Regions from separate parts of the Sus scrofa genome. Here region 1 is linked to region 2. The links are chromatin contacts, called in public Hi-C maps. All regions are on one chromosome and are shown on one strand. The core of a region is the stretch at or near the end of the contact, and the rest is flanking DNA. Distances in the headings are between cores, read along the strand shown. Region 1 holds the start of GNAS (GNAS complex locus). Region 2 has its middle 20 kb from the start of NPEPL1.

Evidence for each region. A called contact is a pair of places that touch in the nucleus more often than the background predicts.
Region 1: a Hi-C map of fetal liver shows a contact between it and region 2, with 1.6 times the contacts expected there. The contact joins the promoter of GNAS here to the enhancer-like site in region 2. A contact is called at or near these places in 1 of 5 promoter capture datasets (fetal skeletal muscle), 3 of 47 Hi-C or Micro-C datasets (embryonic fibroblasts and fetal liver) and 1 of 2 datasets of contacts at active chromatin or transcription factors (skeletal muscle).

The regions. Positions count from the first base shown.
Region 1 is chr17:58,983,436-58,989,627 of Sscrofa11.1, forward strand. It overlaps GNAS (GNAS complex locus), which reads left to right and starts at 2,145. Exons shown (of 13, transcript NM_001130215.2): 1 at 2,145-3,364. The coding sequence starts at 2,570. The coding sequence ends at 3,322.
Region 2 is chr17:58,892,406-58,898,666 of Sscrofa11.1, forward strand. No RefSeq gene overlaps it. Among named protein-coding and RNA genes, the nearest start is that of NPEPL1, 20 kb to the left of the region's middle. Within about 2 kb of position 3,551, at least 23 of the 83 cell types and tissues checked have an H3K27ac peak or open chromatin away from gene starts, as enhancers often do. A contact at or near this core is called in fetal liver and fetal skeletal muscle, where this site is marked.

The DNA.
Region 1 (6,192 bases), core at 895-3,394, 90 kb after region 2:
CTCTGGGCCGCCATCTCCGTCACAGCCGTAAAGCACTCCTGAAAAATGAAGTTCTTTCTTCCGTACCCTAAAGAATCAGGATCCCCCTCGTTGCTGACAGCTGGCATTTGTCTCCACTGAAAGGGCATTCAGCAGCACCCACATATTCCTGCTATTTCCCGATGAGCCCTAAAAATCACTTGAATGATGTCTTTATGCTCCACACACTGTCGGTGGAGCTGTGCCATTGAAAGAAACACAGGATCCGTGAGAGCAGAACCATTACACACGCACCCCCTCGGCTGAGGCTAAGAGATCAGGATTTGAGACCTACTGCTCTGAAGGTCCTGGGTCCCGCAGTAAGAGCCAGGCAATGACTGTAGCCATCCAGGCACTTGTGCTAATAAAACCCTCTCCGTCTCTCTAGAAAATGTTAAGGAGGGAGAAACAACTAGAAATCAGGCATTTGTGCATTTAAGAGGTTTGCCAAATCAATGCCACTTTATTAGACCAATCAGCATTTTAATGCTACGAACTAACTCGAAGAATACAAGATGCAAGACAGACACAGCCAAGAAGCCAGGTCAGGAACATTCCAGACCATCCACGGCCAGGACACAGAAACAAAACCTCAGCCCATCAAAAACAGCTGCGAGAACCTTAATAAGGTCTTAACTCTGGGCTTGACAGCTTTAAGGCAGGCCTGGTGCTGAAAGGCCTGCGGGCGAGTCCCGCCATGCTGAGGAACAGCTGTGGGTGCAGGATGCGTTGGGCACCAGGAAGCAGCCCCAGGAAGGGACGCCTGGGGGCCCACCCCAGAAGGGAACGCAGAACGGTAAAACATCATGCTTCTCCAAGTGCCCCCACCTTGAATCAACAGACAAGAAAACCCAAACCTACCTGTCCCACCTGTGAAGCCTCGTTGATACCTCCATGGATTCCAGGAAGATGGTTTCACCTGGGGACTTGTCACCAAAAGGGACACGCCGCATTTTAACCAGGAGAGCATGCACGACCCAGAACAGCTGGAATCCCCACACTGCCTGAGCTCCATCCTTTCCTGCACACGGACCCTCCAGGGATCCCCCCTGCAGGACACAGAGCTCACTTGCTTGTCCAGGGCTGAGAAAGAGGTTACCAGCTTCCTTAGGGGTTCAACACGTGATCTGGGGGTGCCTAGCTGTCCCCTAACCCTAATGCCCAGGTCGATCCAATAATATTCTCCCGTAGAATGCAGGCGGGATTAACGGCCATGGTGGGTAAGGAGGGAGACGGGTTTCATGCTCTCATTAATCGCACATACATCCTAAATAGCCTCTCCTTTCTCTTCTTCCCACTCTACCTCTGGCACTTAGAACAGAGCTTGGCATGTCCTAGGTACTCAATATTTGTTGAACGAACTAAACTCGCTGAAAATCTTTATGGAAAGAGCTTTGAGCCGACAGCGAGGTCTCCTTGATAGCGGATCACCCTGGAGCGCCCCCAAGGGGCGGAAAATTGCGTGCACCCACAGAAAGACTCCCCTTAACTAGCGGTTCTAGCTAGCTGAGTCCTTCAGCACGAGTTCCCGGCTAGAGCTCCAGGTGGTCCACCAATGGGTTTGGGGGTCACCACCCACCTCCGTAGGGCCCCTTCTAAAGGAAGGCGCTTTTTACCCCTGAGGCAATGAGCCGCTTGGGACCGCCGGGGGCGGGGGGGGGGGTGGTTTTTTCCGGAACCTTCTCAGGTTACAGTCACTATACCAGATCTGCCAAAGGTGGTTTCACGATTAACGATTGCCTGGGGTTACCATCTTTAAACTATTAAGCCCTTGGAAAAAGCCCGGAACCGCATCTTTAATACAGACGCTCGTTCCTCCTGAATATCTGCAGTTGCGCCATCTGCTTTTTTGCCGCTTTGGGCTTGGATCATTTCATCAAGAACCCAGGAGAAGCTGGGGAGGGGTCTGGAGCCCACGGAGAACCCCGGCCCAGCTGCGCAAGTACTCTAACCTGTGGCTAGCTCACGCGCTCCTGAGCTCCTTGGCCCCTGCCAGGCCCCCCGCCCCTCGCACGGCCCAGATCCTCTCATACAAGGTTCCCTCCTGCCACCTGCCGGCCCACGAGAGTCTGCGCCTCAGCCTCGGCGCCGCCGCGCAGCTCGCGGGAGACGCCCCCGCCTCCTTACTGCACATGCCCGGCTGAAGTCCGGGCGCGCAACTTTGCAGAACCTCTCCGCCCGACACTCCTCGCCTCAGTCTCCTCTTTCCTCTCCCAGGCGAGAGGACCAGCGGAGGCACCTCTCCTGAGTCTTAGGCTGCGGAGTCTAAGACTGAGAGAGAGGAGCCCCGGAGGAGACTGACTTTTTCTTCCCTTCTCCCATCCCTCCTTTTTGCTCAGAGGCCAGCAGAGGCGCGGAGCTTTAGAAAGTTGAGAGGTTAGGAAGGTAGGGGCTTCCTTTTTTTCTCCTCCCGCCGAGGTGGGGCTGGGACCTCCGGACCCGGCTTCTTACCTCGCAAGGAGCACCTTTGTCGGCTCCAGCAGCCGACGCGCTTCGGAGCTGCTCTCTGCAGAGCCAGAGGGTGGGTCGGCTTCGCCGTGTGTGCGTGAGAATGGATCGCAGGTCCCGAGCTCAGCAGGGGCGCCGAGCTCGCCACACTTACAGCGATCTGTGCCCACCCATAGGCCGCCGGGCAGCCACCGCGCTCCTCTGGCTCTCCTGCTCCATCGCGCTCCTCCGCGCCCTTGCCACCTCCAGCGCCCGCGCCCAGCAGCGCGCGGCTGCCCAGCGCCGGAGCTTCCTTAACGCCCATCATCGCTCCGCCGCCCCGGTATTCCCCCAGCCCCCTGAATCCGACCAGGAGCAGGAGGAGGCAGACCTCGAACTCTCCCTCCCCGAGTGCCTAGAGTACGAGGAAGAGTTCGACTACGAGTCTGAGACCGAGACCGAGTCCGAAATCGAGTCCGAGACCGACTCCGAGACCGAGCCTGAGACCGCCCCCACCACTGAGCCCGAGACCGAGCCCGAGACCGAGCCCGAGGACGAGCGTGGCCCCGTGCTGCCCAAGCGCCCCAGCTTCGCCCAATCTCTCACCGAGCGTCTCAACGCTCTGAGGTTGCAGAGCCCCGACGCCTCCCCGAGTCGTGCGCAGCCCAGCACTCAGGAGTCTGAGAGCCCCCGGGAAGGGGAGGAGCCCAAGCCTGAGCCCGAGGACAAGGATCCGAGGGGCCCCGAAGAGTCTGAGGAGCCAAAGGCAGAGGAGAAGAAGCAGCAGCGCCGCTGCAAGCCAAAGAAGCCCACCCGCCGCGACCCGTCCCCGGAGTCCCCTTCCAAGAGGGGACCCATCCCCATCCGGCGTCACTAATGGAGGACGCGCCCCAGATTCTCCTTGTTTTCTTTGACCCAGGTTGGTTGCCCACGGCTAAACTGGGGAGTCTGGGGTCGGTGCGGGAGCGGGAACGGCGGGAAGGAGGGAGGGAGAAGGAAAGGCAGGTTGGAAGGAAGGTGGGAAGAGAGTGGGCTCAGCTAGCCAGCCCGGGAGGCTGGGGGCCGGGGTGAGTTGGGAAGGGCTCCCCAAATCTCCCCCAGGGCGCCGGCAGGCGCCCAGGTGGCCCAAGGCTTGTCGGACCGCGGGGCGCGCTCCTTGCGCCCCGCTGGAGACAGCCTGAGGTCTCCGAGCTGGTGTCCAAGACGCGCGACTGGACCCCGGGTGCGCCCCAGGTTTCGAGCTGCACGCCCAAAAGACAAGGGTAAGTCACTCGTTTTACGCACTTTCTTCCCTTTCTTCCCTCCTAGAGAAATTGGTTTCAAACCAGTTGGCCTTGGCGGGTGCCAGAAACGTGGTTCGGAGGTGCCCGCACCAACTTTCCGAAAGTGAGAGCCGCCGCGCTGCAGCGACACTGTTGCAATGCGAGAAAAGTAACCAGATTGGCATTGGGCGAGAACTCCGGAGACCGCTGGCTCCGGGGAAAGGCGCGCGCGCAAGGGCTTAGGACGCCCGGAGCCTGGAGCCCAGGTCCAGTGGCTGCCAATTTGGGGCCGCGGGACCTCGGCGCCAGTGTCCCCCGCGGCTGTGAGCCAGTCTTGGCCGCCACCGCCTGTTTCCGGGCGCTCGCCGGGCCAGAGACCGTGGCAAAGAGCCGTGCGCACCTGCCCGCGCGCCCCAGAGCGAACCTCTCCGAGCCGGCCGGCGGCTCTCCGTGAGTCACCCGTGCTTGGAAGGCAAGCAGAGGAGGTACCGGAGTCTTGGGAGGTGCCCAACGGGCTACCGGGGTCGGCAGCGCGGACTTGGTCCCGTCGGGGCATCGCCAACCTTTTGGCGCAGCTGGTCTGGCGGCGGGGCTGAGTGCAGCTTGTCCGGAGAGGGTCCCGGGCTGTTTGCGCGAGAGCCTGAGGATGTGAGAGAGGGGCTAAGAGGTCAGCGAGGTGATTGCTAGCGGAAAGGTAAAGCGGAACAAGGAACGGGATGGAGAGGGAGTCGCGTCTATCTTCAGGGAAGCCCTACGACGCGTCCCGAAAGAGAGCCGCACCGGCCGAGCTCGGGCAAAGGTGCCGGAGCCGACGCAGGTCCTTCGGCGCCGTTGAGAGCGGGCAGGGGCCGGTGCCTTCGGCAGCCTCGGGGAGGGGAAGGGAGGCGGCGCACACCGGCCATTTTCAGCTGGGCTCCCGTGGAGCTAAGTTTGGAATCTGTGACCTGGAGGTGAAACTGCCCCGGCGTTGGGAGCACAAACGCGGCCGCAATCTGGTAACGCATCTTCGGTGCGCATAGTGTGCCTTTCTCGCCAATCCTGGGGGAGAAGACCGATTAGTGAAATGTATGCACAAAACCTCACCCGACTTGGAAATTGATCTTTTGGTGATGCGCGCGCGTCTCGTTTTTGCCACGGTTTGAGCTCTTCTGATGAGAATGTTTGCGGGGTAAAGTGAAGCGTTTTGAGACCTGAAAAGACGGGTCAGGTTCTTAGTCGCCAGAAGGAACACAGGTTAAAGGGTCTTCCTTCCAGGTCAGCTAGGAGAGGCGTGGCGGCGTCCCGGAACTTAAGTTATGCTGGGCTGCGGCGCTGACTAACGACTGTTGGATGCGGTTCTGGTGTTGGCCGGTAAATGCCGGGAAGGGGGCTTCCCTGGGCAGCGGCGGATGTGTCCAGAGCTCTGGAGCCTGCGGGGGACTGGTCAAAGGGTCCGGCGTGCGGGGTCTTTGGCTCAAAAGCGGCACCCTGCCTTAAGCTTTGGCTCCCCGAAGCCGACATTTCTACTTAGTGTCAAAACAGCGATGCTGTGCTCCCGTCCGTGGCATATAAATGTTCTGGCTTTTTCTCTGGTGATGTCTTAGCAGACTGAGGTCACCCAGGAAAATGCCCCCCCCGGGGGGGGGTGAACAGGCAAAAGCAGCCAGGGGGCCGTTGGCATTACCGGCGTGCTTTTCGGCGTGCTTTTCAGTGTGGGGGCTGCCCTCGCAGGCGGGGGGGGGGGGGGGGGGGGGGGGGGGGGGGAGACAGTTTCCCTGCAGGGCTCGGCGGCGTTGTATTAGAGAAATTAGCATGTTGCCTTGTAGCAGGATGAATAAACAAGTCTTTAAGAAAGTCCTCAGTGCCCAGCCCGCAGCTCGCCGCGCCCTAGTCCTGGGCTGTTTCTTTAAACAGAGGCTTGCGTATGGCGGAGCTGGCTTTCTTAACTAAGCAATATACCAGGTTAGTTGTCGGCGGGAGGGTCCCCCGTCTAGGAACGCACAGTTGGCCATCTTTCAGACACTCCTCCACAAACTACCGGATACTAAAAACCTGTTACCCACACACGCCCTCCCCCACTCAGCGGCCCTCCCCCACCTCTCTCCCTCCCTCCTGGTTGCAGGGTGCCAGAGTCCCCAGGGAGCTTACAAAACCACTGAGGAATATACCAAACCCCTAGAGTGCCTGGGACCCACCCTGGGAGAGGGGATTTTGCCCCACAGACCCTGCAAGTCACAACAACAACAGCAGCAGCAGCAGCAACTCCTTTCACCCAAGCCCTGGGTGGTTAGTTGCCTTTTCCAGAGGCATCTCTGGCAAGTTCCCCAGCATTCCCAACTCGCTAGTCTTCCTACTAGTCCTTTGTCTCTCCCAGGAGCACTGGGGAGTTAGCATTTGAATGGGCTTAACTTGCTCCTGCAATTTAGGCAATCGTCTCCAAAAAAGCAGACCCTACTGTTGACCACAGAGGTGAATTAACAGCCAGTTACAATGTTTCAAATGGAGA
Region 2 (6,261 bases), core at 2,301-4,800:
GCTTCGAGGCCAGAGGCTTTAGGATGAGGCAGCTGCTTCCCGTGGCCCTGCTGGAGCCCCGGCAGCATGGTCGGCGGGTGGCCGGCGGGGGCCGGGCGGGCACGGGCGGGTCCACCTGACCATGGGGTCTGGCGAGCGGCACAGGAAGATGAGTGTGGCGAACAGGTCCTGCTCCAGCTGCAGCTCGCCCAGCTCGTGGTGGGCCAGGAAGACGTGGGTGCAGAGCCCGAGCACGTGGTCCACGTGGGGCAGCTGGTCATACCTGATGGAGTGAGCGATGCCAAGGGAGTACTCACGGACGAACTTGGCTACAACCGTCACCACAGACACATAGAGCCTGACGATGCTGGGGGGTGGGGGAGGTGTCAGCATCCCTGTCTCGGGAGAGGACGCCGGGGCCCCCGCTCCGCGCCCTGGGATCGGGGAGCCACTGCTGGCCACTCACAGCCCCCAGGATCTGCTGTGGGGGCTTTGGCGTTCTTGCAAGGGGGCACCTCTGGGGCATGCGTGTTACCCTGCAGGTGGGAATGAGGGATGGGACCGTGGGCGTGTCCCTTTCTGCCAGGGGTTTGTGTGACAGTGACCCACCATCTAGGTGTTTCTCGGGCTGATGGAAAAGAGGTTTGTCTCCCCTCCCCCGTCCCCCAGGGACAGTCCTGGGGAGCAGGAGCCAGAAGGGGCCAGAAGGGTCTGAAGAGCCCAGGGCATGAGGCAGGCTCGTAGGGCAGGAAAGATCCTTACCTGTATCCGGCTCTGGGGGCTGACTTTGTCGTTAAAGATGACCAGCTCCAGGTTTCGGCCACAGCCCCGGCTTTGGTCACAGTCTGGCCGCCACTCCTGGACCACCTACCACTCTGCTGCCGGGCCCTCGGCCCCAGTGGCATTGCGGAAGAAGGCCAGCCTGTCCACATCCCGCGGCCTGTGCGAGTGGGCTGTGTGGGAGAGGGGACGTGGGCAGCAGGCCCCAGGAGAGGCAGTGTCAGGCCCTGGGGACATCTGCAGGCCCGGGAAAGCCCAGGGTCACCCAAGGCGACTATGTCAGGGGATGGGTAGGCCTGTGACGGGTGTTTAGGGATGCTCTCTTGTCACCTGGCTCCCAGGAGAAGGAAGAGGCCCCTGGACAGGCAGCCAGCCCTGGGTGCTGAGCTCTCGGGCTCAACACCCATGACCGACCTCAGGGTGCCAGGCTGTCCCTCACCCCCAGCTGCAGGGAGACTGAGGCCTTCTCACCGTCCACCCCAGTGGGCCGGCCTCTAGCAGGAGGGAGAACCTGCAGGCCAGCCCATGCAGCGAGGGTCCCCACTGGTCCCCGAGGCCCTTGGCTGAGCCTGCCTCCCCTGGGACAGGTGTGGGGGGGCAGTTAGGTCAAGAGGACCCCTCCCACCCCACCTCCCAGCCCAGCCCAGGTCGAGGGAACCTGCCCACCCCCTCAGATGCCCACACGCGTTTCCAGCTGTGTCCCTTCACCTTTCTGTGCCACCAGAAATGGGGGCAATAGATGTGTTTTAAAGAAGCAGCACAAACAGGACAAAATCATTTGTTTGGAAAACACAGACAGGCCGGCCAATCACCTCGGCAAACGCTCCCCACCTCCCTGCTGCGGATGTTTTTTGACTCCAAGTGCTGCGTCAGTGGGGGGCTGGCGATGCCCCAGGAAACCTCTAGTGCTCCCCACCCCCGTAGGCAGCAGCCTGGCCCCGCCCCCCAACGCACCCCTTCCCCCACCTCTGTCTGGTGTCCCCGCCTCCCCAGCCAGCCCGCAGGAGCTCCTCCCACGCATGGGCCAGTGTCTGGGGTCCCCGCAGGGCTCAGCCTCTCCCCTGCTGCACTAGTGCACCCCCTAAAAGCTCTGGGGCCCCCTCAGGAGCACATCAGCAGCCCTAGCAGCCCCTCCCCCGTCCCTGTCGGCTTTGAATTCACTGCGCGATGCTCTGCCCAGAACCTCTGTTCAGACTGTTCCCTGGGCATCGACATTCAGCAGTTTTGTTTACTTGTTTGTTCTTTAACAAAAGGTTGTTTTGGTTAGAGCTTCAGCAAAAACACACGCTGCCTTCTGCCTCCTCTCCACTCAGGATTCAGTAAATTAGTTGTTTTCCAGCCGGCTTCAAGTCCTTGCCTCAAATGAGCCTCCAACAAGATAATGCGTTTAAAAGCCCTTGGAAAAGTACCAGGCCCCACGCACTTGCGAGACGTCATCGGGGGTGGGGGTGGGAGGGCTGCTCTGCCCCACACCCCACCCGGGAGCAGCGGGAAGCTCCGGCGCGAGGGCAGGGTGCTTGCTCAGGGCCCAGGGCTGGGGGGTGGGTGAGGTGGGGGTGGGGTGGGGGCGGGGGGCTGCCCGATGCCCTGTCACTGCCGGGCAGGCCCCCAAAGCCCGGGCCTGCCCTCCCCTCCGTCCTCCCTGCAGCACCATCTGGGGCCGGGGTCCAGGAAGCCTGCGCTCCCACAAGGGGCAGTCGTGTTCTTGCCAACAGCCAAGCGGTGGGCTCTTTTCTCCTCGGCCCCCTCTGTGGTCCTGAGAGCTTTGTGGCCGAGTCCAGGGAGCAATCTTGAGTCAGGAGAAAAAGTCAAAAAGGAAAACCCCAAATTAAAAAGCTCAGGAGCCTTGTTCACACGCACCTACATGCAGCGCCACTGGAACGCCAGGGGGCTCCGATGGGAAACTGGCGGCCCGCTGGCTGCGCGAGAAACGCGGGGACCCCTTCCCCTCCCCCAACCAACTGAGAAAGTTTCCTCGACTCCGCAGCCACAGGGTCTTTTCCGGGCCGGCCTCTCCCTTTCTTCTGAGGGGTTGGGGGAATTTCTGCGGCCTCTACCTGCGTGCTTGGTCCGGGGCTGGGACGGCCTAAAGCCAGCTTCCTCATTCAACACTCTTGATTAAGTGCCACCTGTATGCACCCCCTGAGAAGCTCACTCCTCTGCGGGGGGCCGGGGGCGGGGGCAACCTCCCCAGCCTGCAGCCGGCTCCACGCAGCTTCCAGGACCAGAGCAGCCCTGTGGGAGACTGGACGGTGGCAGGGGGTGGTGGCTGGGCTGCAGGAGGCACACATGCCCCAAGGGGCCCCCAGGTCCACCTCACTCACTCACTGTCTTGTACCCGCCAGGGGGTGTCCGTGACTCCTAGAAGAGCTAGCATTTGGTCAGCAGTGGACCTCGACCAGGCAACCTCTCTTATTCCCACCCAGGGCTGCAGAAGCGTGGGGCGGGGGGGGGGGGGCAGGCAAAACATTCAAGCCCAGGTGGCCCCTGTCCCCTCTGACCTTCAGCAGCTCTCCCCAGAGCGCAGGTGCAGCAGGTGAGCCTCAGGCCTGTGGGTGCCAGTCCTTGGAGACAGGAGGTGAGTCAAGAGAAGTTCAAGGCTGCAAGTGGCCAGAGAGATGCAGCCAGGGCACAGAGGCTTGTCAATAGCCAAACACCCCCAGGCTCTGGGTCTGGGGCTCCCCATCTGTCAGGTGGATGATCCTGAACCCTTTGGCCTCCTGTGACCTGCAAGGCCAGACGCTGTGCTGCGCACAGGCTCAAGGGCGCCAGAACTGGGTTCAGACTCCAACTCTGCCTATTCTGTTGCTGTGAGACCTGAAGCCAGTGAGCCAGGCCCCTTATCTGTGTCACGGGGACACGGCACACCTGCGGAAGTGCCACCTGAGCAGGAGAAAGCCCACGCCCCCGCCCTGCCAGGTAGACCTGGGCAAACCCACAGGGCTTGCTCCTGGCCTGGCGGAGCACTTGGGCCAGCAGGTCCCGCGCCTCCTCGTCTGGGCGACACCCTGTGCGTTGCCAGCTGCTTCCACATTCCTGACCAGCGACACACTCCTAAGGACGGGAGGGGGGCAAGAGACACAGATTCTGAGAGGCAGACAAGCCCGGCTGTAGGGCTCCCTGCTCAGATGGGCTGAATGTCCCCCATTTTCACCTGGGGTTGCTCTGTCCCTGAAGCCAGAGGAAAGGGCGACAGAGGAGATCCTGCCACCGGGGAGCCTGGAACCAGGCTGGGCCTGCCCTCTGCCTGCTGTGCGCCCTTCCCCCATCCGAGCCTCACTGGGCCCTGGAATTGCACCTGTGCTGGCGCACGTGGCTCCCACCGGCCCGCGCACACCTGAGCATCCTTGAAGGGCCCAAGGGGCGGGTACCAGGCCCATCATCCCTCCCCTCCTCCGCCCAGAGGCTGCTGGGAAAACGCCGGAGGTGGGCGCTCAGCACGGGAGGGACAGTGGACACAGCCAGCTAGTGCCTCCTCTGCACCTGCCCCCCGACGAGCCCTGGTCTCCTCATCTGAAGGCTGGGAGCAGCAGGTGCTCCGAAATCAGGGTTTCCCGGCACTGGCAACAGGAGTGGCTTGGCCGCCTTCCGCGAGGCGCTGGATGGCCGCGGTGGAGGGCCCACGGTGGAGCCGCCCAGAGCAAAGGACCGAGCACAGGGCTCAAGGACCCCGCACTCCGTCTGGCCAACCGTCCAGGGAACCATCTGGAGGAGGTTCTGAGTGCAGGGCACGGGCGCTCCACGGCCCCCCTCGCTTCTAAAGGACTTTTGTGTGTGGGAGAGAGTCGGCAGCGAGCAAGCTAATGCCCTTTGGGTCAGAAGGGCCTGGCGAGCCTCCTGGGCCCCCGAGAAGGACGCTGTTTCCTCTTGCGGATGGAAGACAAGGCAGTCCCGTTTCCTCCCGGGCTCTGGTAAGGAAAGTGCTATAAATAAACAGCCCACAGATGACAGTTCTGGGGGGGGGCTCGGGAGAGGGCCAGTCGGGGCAGTGACAGCTGAGCCAAGATTGCGAGGATGAGTGAGCATTAAATGATGCATAAGATGGAGGAAATCATTTCAGGTGTGGGGGGGGGGACTGCGTGTGCAAAGGCCCTGGGGTGGAAGAGGCGACGAGACGCTGGAGAAGCAGAAAGGAGGCCTGTGCGGCTGGAAAGGAGGGAGGGGTGTGGGGACAAGGGTGGGGCGAGGGGGGTGTGATGGGCAGGGCGTTTCGGCCACAGGTGGCAGCTGAGGTTTTATTCTAAAAGCAGTGGGAACCAGGGAGTTTCTGTCATGACTCAGCGCTAAGGAACCCGACTAGGAACCATGAGGTTGCGGGTTTGATCCCTGGCCTTGCTCAGTGGGTTAAGGACCCAGCGTTTCTGTGACCTGTGGGGTAGGCTGCAGACACAGCTCGGATCCAGCATTGCTGTGGCTGGGGCGTAGGCTGGCAGCTACAGCTCCCATTCGACCCCCAACAGAAAGTTCAGTCTTTCAGGCGCAGTGTGAGAAGGAAGTTCAGGGCTGCCCAGCACGTGGCATTCATGGTGATGGGGTGGGGGCGGGGAAAAAGCCTGTCTTTCACATCCCCTTGGGACTTGGGGTGACCTCCGTTCCAGCCACGACAGGAGTGGAGAAATTGGATTCACCCTCCCTCCTTCAACAGGCAAGACCACCAAATACACAGAAAACACGGGCTTTCTGACCCTAACAACAGCCAGCAGGATGGAATTATCCCAGAGGGCAAGGCAGCCAACACAGTGAGCCGTCCGGTTGCCCCCGCTGACGGCTCAGGAGCCCTCTCGGCTGCAGCACAGCCCGGCGGAGCCCAGTCAGAACCCAGGGGTCCCCAGGAGCTGTGGCGACAGAGCTGAGGATGCAGACGCTGCCAGGAGGAGACCTGGAGAGCAGAGCACTGCCCTGGGGGTGGGGGGAGATCCAGAGCCAGCAGAGGGTTCCCTGAGCCCCCGGTGGAGTCCTGCCGAGCACGTGCGTGTGAGTGTGAGCACTCAAGCCTCCCACGGCCAGGGGACCCCCTGTCCTCGGGGGCAGAGCGTGCAGCAAGTGCTCACGCAGAGCTGGATGGGGCCCCAGGGGCAGGGGCGGTCATCGGAGCCGGGACCTTAAACACCACCCTCCAGTCCACAGTGACCTCTGCGTGCGTGGGAGGCTCGTGGGCATTCGAAACCAGCTCCCCTGGAGCTCAGACGATGAAGGGACGGGAGCTGGTGCCCACCAAGGGCGGGAGAGAACTTGCAGCGGGAACCCAGCTGCTAAAACAGAAGGATGGAGGGGAACGAGGGGAGTGGGAAATGGAAAAAGGAGCAGGACAGCCGGCATTCTCCAGGGTGTTTTTAATAGGATCCAGTCTTCTCACATAACACAAACAAACAACATGTCCAAGATAAAAAATTGAGCATTGCTCAGCACTCAAGAACCAGGAAAATCTGACCAAAACCCAAGGGGAAAGGCAATCAAAAGATGACAACCCCAAAATGACCCAGATGTGGGAATTATCAGACG